Regions from separate parts of the Mus musculus genome. Here region 2 is linked to region 1. A link is a contact called in public HiChIP or PLAC-seq data. All regions are on one chromosome and are shown on one strand. Each heading gives the region's core, a stretch centred on a gene start, on an enhancer-like site or on the middle of the called end of the contact. The rest is flanking DNA. Distances are from core to core; before and after follow the strand shown.

Region 1 (3,050 bases), core at 296-2,795:
CTGTTGGGCACTTCTCCTAATGCCACCCCATTGAGTCCTGTAGCCTCTCACATCCCAGGTCTCCAGGACTTTCCAGAGGTTTCCCCCCAACTCCCAACCCACAACTCCCACTGTTGCATATTTGGATTCATTCTCCTGACCCTCTGAACTTCTCTTCTGTCTCCCTCAACACCGGATCCAGCCCCATTTCTTTCCCCTCTCCTCTGTACTCTTCTGACTCCCACCCAGATTTCTCTCTCCCTCTGCCTCCCATGATCATCTTGTTCTCCCTTCTAAGTGAGTCTGAGATAGCCACACTTGGGCCTTCCTTCTTGTTAAGCTTCCTACGGTCTATGAGTTGTTTCCTGGGTATTCTGATCATTTTGGTTAGTATCTACTTATCAGTGAGTACATACCAGGCATGACATTTTGGGTCCGGGTTGACACACTCAGAATGATATTTTCTAGTTCCATCTGTTTGTCTGCAAAATTCCTAATATCCTTATTTTAATAACTGAATAGTGTTTCATTGTGTACATGAACTATATTTTCTGTATCTATTCTTCATTTGAGGGACATCTGGGTTGTTTCCAGCTTCTGGCTATTACAAGTAAGACTGCTATGAACATAGTGGAAGCACATGCCCTTGTGGTATGGTGGAACATCTTTTGGATATTTTCTCAGAAGTGATGTAGCTGGGTCTTCAGGTAGAACTGCAGAGTGGTTGTATGAGTTTGCAATCCCACCAGCAATGGAGAAGTGTTCCTATGTTCTCCTATTTATATGATGTGCTGCACACTTGGATCAAAACATAGTAAGCAACATAAAATGTTTGCAAGGCATCTTCCTCAGATAAACCAATGCAAAACACCAACCAAATGTTTTTATTTAATTTCATGCTATGAGTTTGAGTCTTCATTAATCCTTTTGTTACATATCTTTAAACTATGAATAAAGGAACATCTGCTTTTTCTGCTGAATCAGAAATCTGGATGGCTATATCTAAACTCCAAGTGATTCAGAAAGTTGAGCCAGTTTCCAAAACATGACTCATTCCTACAGAACTTGTACATTGACAGCTTCTTCCAGAAAAACCCAGACAATGCCTACCTGGGCTTTGTCTCAAATTCAATTAATAATCCCCCCTCGCTCTCTGAAAAAGAGAGAAATCGTTTCATAACTAACCTTACAGAAATTCTATTAAGTATATTTTTAAAAAGAGAAGCATAATGTTCTTTTAGCATTTTCTAATTTAGAAATAAAATTGATTCTTACATAAAATCAGTGGCAGCATTTCTGACCATGATAAAGGAGGCCCCCAAATAAATGTAATTGTGGTTGAACTACATACTGCTCCCTCATTTCCTTCTTAATTTGAGGCTAAGGGAAAGCTCTTAATTCTCTCTTTCTCTCTATTCCTCCTGTTTTTGTCCCAAAACTAATGAGGGATGGAAAGAGAAAAGAAAATTGAGGTTTTCCAAACCAATCTGAAGAGGGTGTTCAAATTCTCTCTAAGCCTTTCACAGCCACTAGGGGCCTTCTGAAGAATTTAAGTACAAATAAACCATTTTCACATAGCAACAATTTTGCTGTGGAAACATAATGAGTCACAAAATAGCCTGTGGCTATGTATAAATTTGTCCTTATCTTTCTTTGTCTTTTGTCTAAAAGAAGCCAACTCTTAAAGGAAAAGATACTGAACATGGCTGTGAGCCATACACTCCCTTTTATAATAGCTGAACTTTATCCTTAAGGAGCAAAAATAGTCACAGACAATACAAAAGTAAATGTGTATCGGCTGTGTTCCAAGAAAACTTTATTTGTGAAAAGGATAGTCCTCTTCTCATCTAGAACAGGAAACATAGTGAGCTGCACATTGGGATAACATATCTGTGCTTCTTGACATCTTTTTCCATCCAATGGCTTCATTACCTCCCTTTGGCATACTAAAATCTCTACAACTATTGGAGATATCTTTGTGCCATATGTGGAAATAAAAAGAGCTGAGAAAAACTTCTGAGACATAAAACAATGGAAAATAATAAGGTTCTGTCTTTAGTGGTATCTCATTCAGGTTCTGCCAAACAATGTGTCTCCTATATTTTAGAAGTTTTAGAAATTTCCTGTATAATAGAAAGCTATTGCAAACTCAGACATAAACAAAAATGCCACATGGATTGTTGTCTCATGGAGAAAATGAGTAGCCATTTTATTTCTGAACTACATATATTTTTAAGCAAAATAGATATGTCTGATTCTTACTCAGCTTTCTGTCATATATTCATAAGGCGTAACACTGCCCTATACATCAGACCTGACATAAACAGGCTAAGATAGTGTTCAACAATCTTTCCCACTGTGCCTTGTGTAGAGGATTTGCAAGGTCATAACTGGAAGTGTTATACAAATTTTCCTCACAAGAGTACATTTCACTACTTAGGGCTTTTAGGAACATTCTATGAGGATTAAACACGAACAGCCACATCATTACAAAAGAAGAAGGGACAAATATAAATAAGTGATCATTAAACCATCATTTCCATTCAGCTTCCATGTTACACATGGAATGGTGAAAAAACATTTTTAAAAAGTGAAAAATAGCCCCTACATAGAATTTCTGAATGTCACCATTACTTCATCTCTTTGCATCCACTATTGCATTTTCTTTCAACTCCTTAAAAAAAAAAAAAAGGTCATTTTTTTCATTTTTTAACTGCACTTCAATGATGGAAATTTCTTGTGAATAAACACACACACATAAAAATATAAAATCAGTAACCATAAGATACAAGCAAATAGCCAGAAAGAAAACAAAAAAAAATGCTCAAACAAAGAAATATTAGACAAAAGTCTACAAAAAAAAAATACCATTGAGTTTGTTTGGTGCCATCCATATACTGTCGTGCACTGTGCCTGCCCTTAAGTATGGTGGATGTGGTTAATGTGTCCAGTAATATTCAATTGGAGAGGACTAATCTTTCCTTTACAGGCAGATGTCATTTAGAGACAGTTTCTTGGTTAGAGGTGGGAGCCAGTGTCCACTTGCCCCTTCCTCTCAGCACTTGGACTCT
Region 2 (3,050 bases), core at 406-2,905, 240 kb after region 1:
CTACAATTTTCACATGAAGTTTATTAATGAAGAAAATATATAAGAAGCATATAATAATCACGTATTTAAAAGTAACTATTTTAATGAGTCAAATATGCTGCCATGTTATGTATGCTTTTTATACTTACATATGCAAATATTATATAATCAAACTATATGCACTACATTATACACATGCATTGCATATATGCCAAAAAAACTAAAGTATATTCCAGATATATTCAAATTATATCCATTTCCAGTCAGCAGATTGGTGTAAGTTTGTTATGAAATACAACCAAGGACAATCTTTTCTCCTTTCAATGTATTTCTGTAGATTTCTATGGAATGATTTTTAATCTAGTTCAAACTCATTTTGACAGAAATATTTTATAGAGAGAAACAAAACTCTACTATAAAAATAAGATACATTGCTGTGTGCATCCATTATACTCAGAATCCATGTCCTCCCATCAAAATCATGTCATTTGTTCTTATCTATGTCCCAGAACTTCACTTCCATCTCCCAAACATATTCGTATTTTGTTTTAGTTTATACATGTTCTCATGTTGCTCCAGTTACTATTCCTTTATACCCGACCACTTCATTCTTTGGACATTATCGCTTGACAATTTACTGTGAGTTTATTCTGCTTTAGAGTGAACTTTGATTTTACCTCTGGCTGAGTCTCAAGTCTATGGCTTCCCCACCCACTCCTGTGCAAAGGGCACTAAAGGCATATCAGGGAATCTAATTTTAAAGTTAGATGCCTTCAAATGGCTTAGCTCTAGTGTGAAAATAGGAATGTGATCATTTTAAGCTATAGTAATATAAAGTATATATAATAAAATAGGAACTTGATGCTTTGATTAAACAGGAAAAGTGACTCATACGTATAGAGCTGAAATTATATATATCATATATATGATAAAATAATTATTTATATATATATAAAGATAGGAGAACAAAATCAGAGCTTGGCCTTTGGTGTGTGGCAGAGACACCATGGAGGATGAGAAGGCTATGGTTTCCTTCTGGCTTTTTATTTTAGTTTTGGTGTTGGTGTTGGTTTTGGTTTTGGTTTTGGTTTTGGTTTTGGTTTTGGTTTTGGTTTTGGTTTTGGTTTTGGTTTTGGTTTTGGTTTTGGTTTTGGTTTTGGTTTTGGTTTTGGTTTTGGTTTTTCTCCAGAGCAAAGAAAACTTCCTTGGTCTTGGGGAGCTTAATTCGGAGGGGAGCTCGTGGTGCAGGACAAGCAATGATGACCAGAGCCACCCTATAGTTTTCAAATGTGTTATCTCACATCTAGGAAGAATAAGGACACATGGGCAAAGACCAAACAGAACGAATGTTGATTTATTAAGAAAAAGTGAAAAAGAGCTCCTGACAATTCCACTTCTGAGTGGAGTTCCAGGGGAGGAACACTGATACACCGCCCTGCACGGTGGCCTTTTATAGGTCTTATGATTGGTCTAAGGTGATGTTTATTAAGACTGGTCTCATCTAGGGTCAAAGCTAGGGTCATCGCAGGTCAATCAGAAATGGGTCCATATACCTCGGCCTCACTGTAGAAGTGACTACATGTCATTTGTCCCAGCAAGGGAGTGGTCATTATGCTTCACCACTTATGATTCAATGGACCCCGCCCTTACTGCCTAAAGGGAACTTACTCTTGTCTCACTATGACTAATGCCAGGCAGAACTATATTCCACTAGCCAGGCATGTAATCCTAGGATCATGTCACCTCTCCTAATCCACGGCCTCAAGATAGAAGCAGACATTGTTTCCTAACTTCAGAACCCCCAACTCCTCTGACCTCACTCTCCATCCCCAGTGGAAAGAGCCTTCTTCAGTCTAAGTCCAAAATCCACAGGTCAGACAATGGAGCTAAAATTTTCCTCCAGTATTCGGAGGAAGAAAGGTAATGGAAGCAAAAGGAAAAACATAGTCAGCTGCTGTCCCAGACAAAGTTTTCAGGCAAAGAAAGTGATGACTTAGTCATAAAAGTTCCAGAAAGAAAATTTTCCACACACACACACACACAAAGCAGTGACGGCACAGAATATTTTAAATGGTGAAAATAGTGACCGGGGATTCCAGGCTGATGTATCATCTGCCTGACATTCCTGTGACCCAGTGAGTCAGTCATTCCTGTCAGTACAGAGTTTAAGTCTCCTTGTGTGGGAGAACACAAAGGGGAGAGCTTTGACTGACATAGCTTTCCCCACAGCTTCCCCCAGGACAGCCTAGCTTCTCAAGCCCTCTTCTGCTTCAGTCTCCACAGCGTGGACAGCCTGTGCACACTGCCCTGAAGTGAGAAGTGCCATTTACCAAAGGAAGGTTCCTAGGTTAGATCCTCACATCCGGCCCATGCAGCAGCACGGTGATACACATGTCAGAAGAAGAGGCAAGGAAAAAAACAGCTCAAAAAAGCCCAAAATATCATGAGAGATAAATGGCGGCGATAGTGAGTAAATGCCCTACGGGCATGCGCAGTCAATAAAACACCACTAGCACGGCAGAAAGATCCCAGCTGGAGAAGATCAGAGGTGAAAGGCCTTCAATTTATTGAGAACTGGGGCAACGGGAACTTCCCAAAAGAAGGAATGGTTCATAGCTTGGCAGACAACAAGAAGGCTGAGGGAGGCAAGAAGGTACTTAGAGGGAGCTCAGGAGAGAGAAGGCCTAACCCAAAGATGACCACACACTCAGACAAATGTAGTTCCCTGGAGAGACTGGCCTTCGAAAGAGATCCAACACAGAGAGCTCCGATGAAGCTAAAATGAGGTGATGTCTATCTAATGCATGATGTTTCAAGAGAACAAGGTCACAAGAGGTTCCAGTAACCAAGAGGGGGGGAAAAATCTGAAAGACAGACATGGTCAGCTGCAGATAAATTCTGTAAGAGCTTTCCAAAATGAGCCGAAGAGAAAGGCCATTCAATCAAGGAAGAAATATCTGTTTATTTTCACGGACGATTATAGGCTTAAAAAGCAATCTTGGAGATTTTTAGCCTTAAATAGATAAATAGCATACTATTTTCTAGTCAACCACCAAATATAACCTGGTATC

The links. HiChIP or PLAC-seq counts read pairs in DNA pulled down with a chosen protein or histone mark.
Region 2: an H3K27ac HiChIP or PLAC-seq map of the NIH/3T3 cell line shows a contact between it and region 1, with 3 times the contacts expected there. The contact joins two enhancer-like sites. A contact is called at or near these places in 2 of 484 Hi-C or Micro-C datasets (adipose-derived mesenchymal stem cells and embryonic fibroblasts) and 2 of 115 datasets of contacts at active chromatin or transcription factors (the NIH/3T3 cell line and embryonic fibroblasts).

Annotation. Positions count from the first base shown.
Region 1 is chr13:90,558,661-90,561,710 of GRCm38.p6, forward strand. No RefSeq gene overlaps it. Among named protein-coding and RNA genes, the nearest start is that of Gm35111, 11 kb to the left of the region's middle. Within about 2 kb of position 1,546, at least 13 of the 459 cell types and tissues checked have an H3K27ac peak or open chromatin away from gene starts, as enhancers often do. A contact at or near this core is called in the NIH/3T3 cell line, where this site is marked.
Region 2 is chr13:90,795,351-90,798,400 of GRCm38.p6, forward strand. No RefSeq gene overlaps it. Among named protein-coding and RNA genes, the nearest start is that of Atp6ap1l, 110 kb to the right of the region's middle. Within about 2 kb of position 1,656, at least 54 of the 459 cell types and tissues checked have an H3K27ac peak or open chromatin away from gene starts, as enhancers often do. A contact at or near this core is called in the NIH/3T3 cell line, where this site is marked.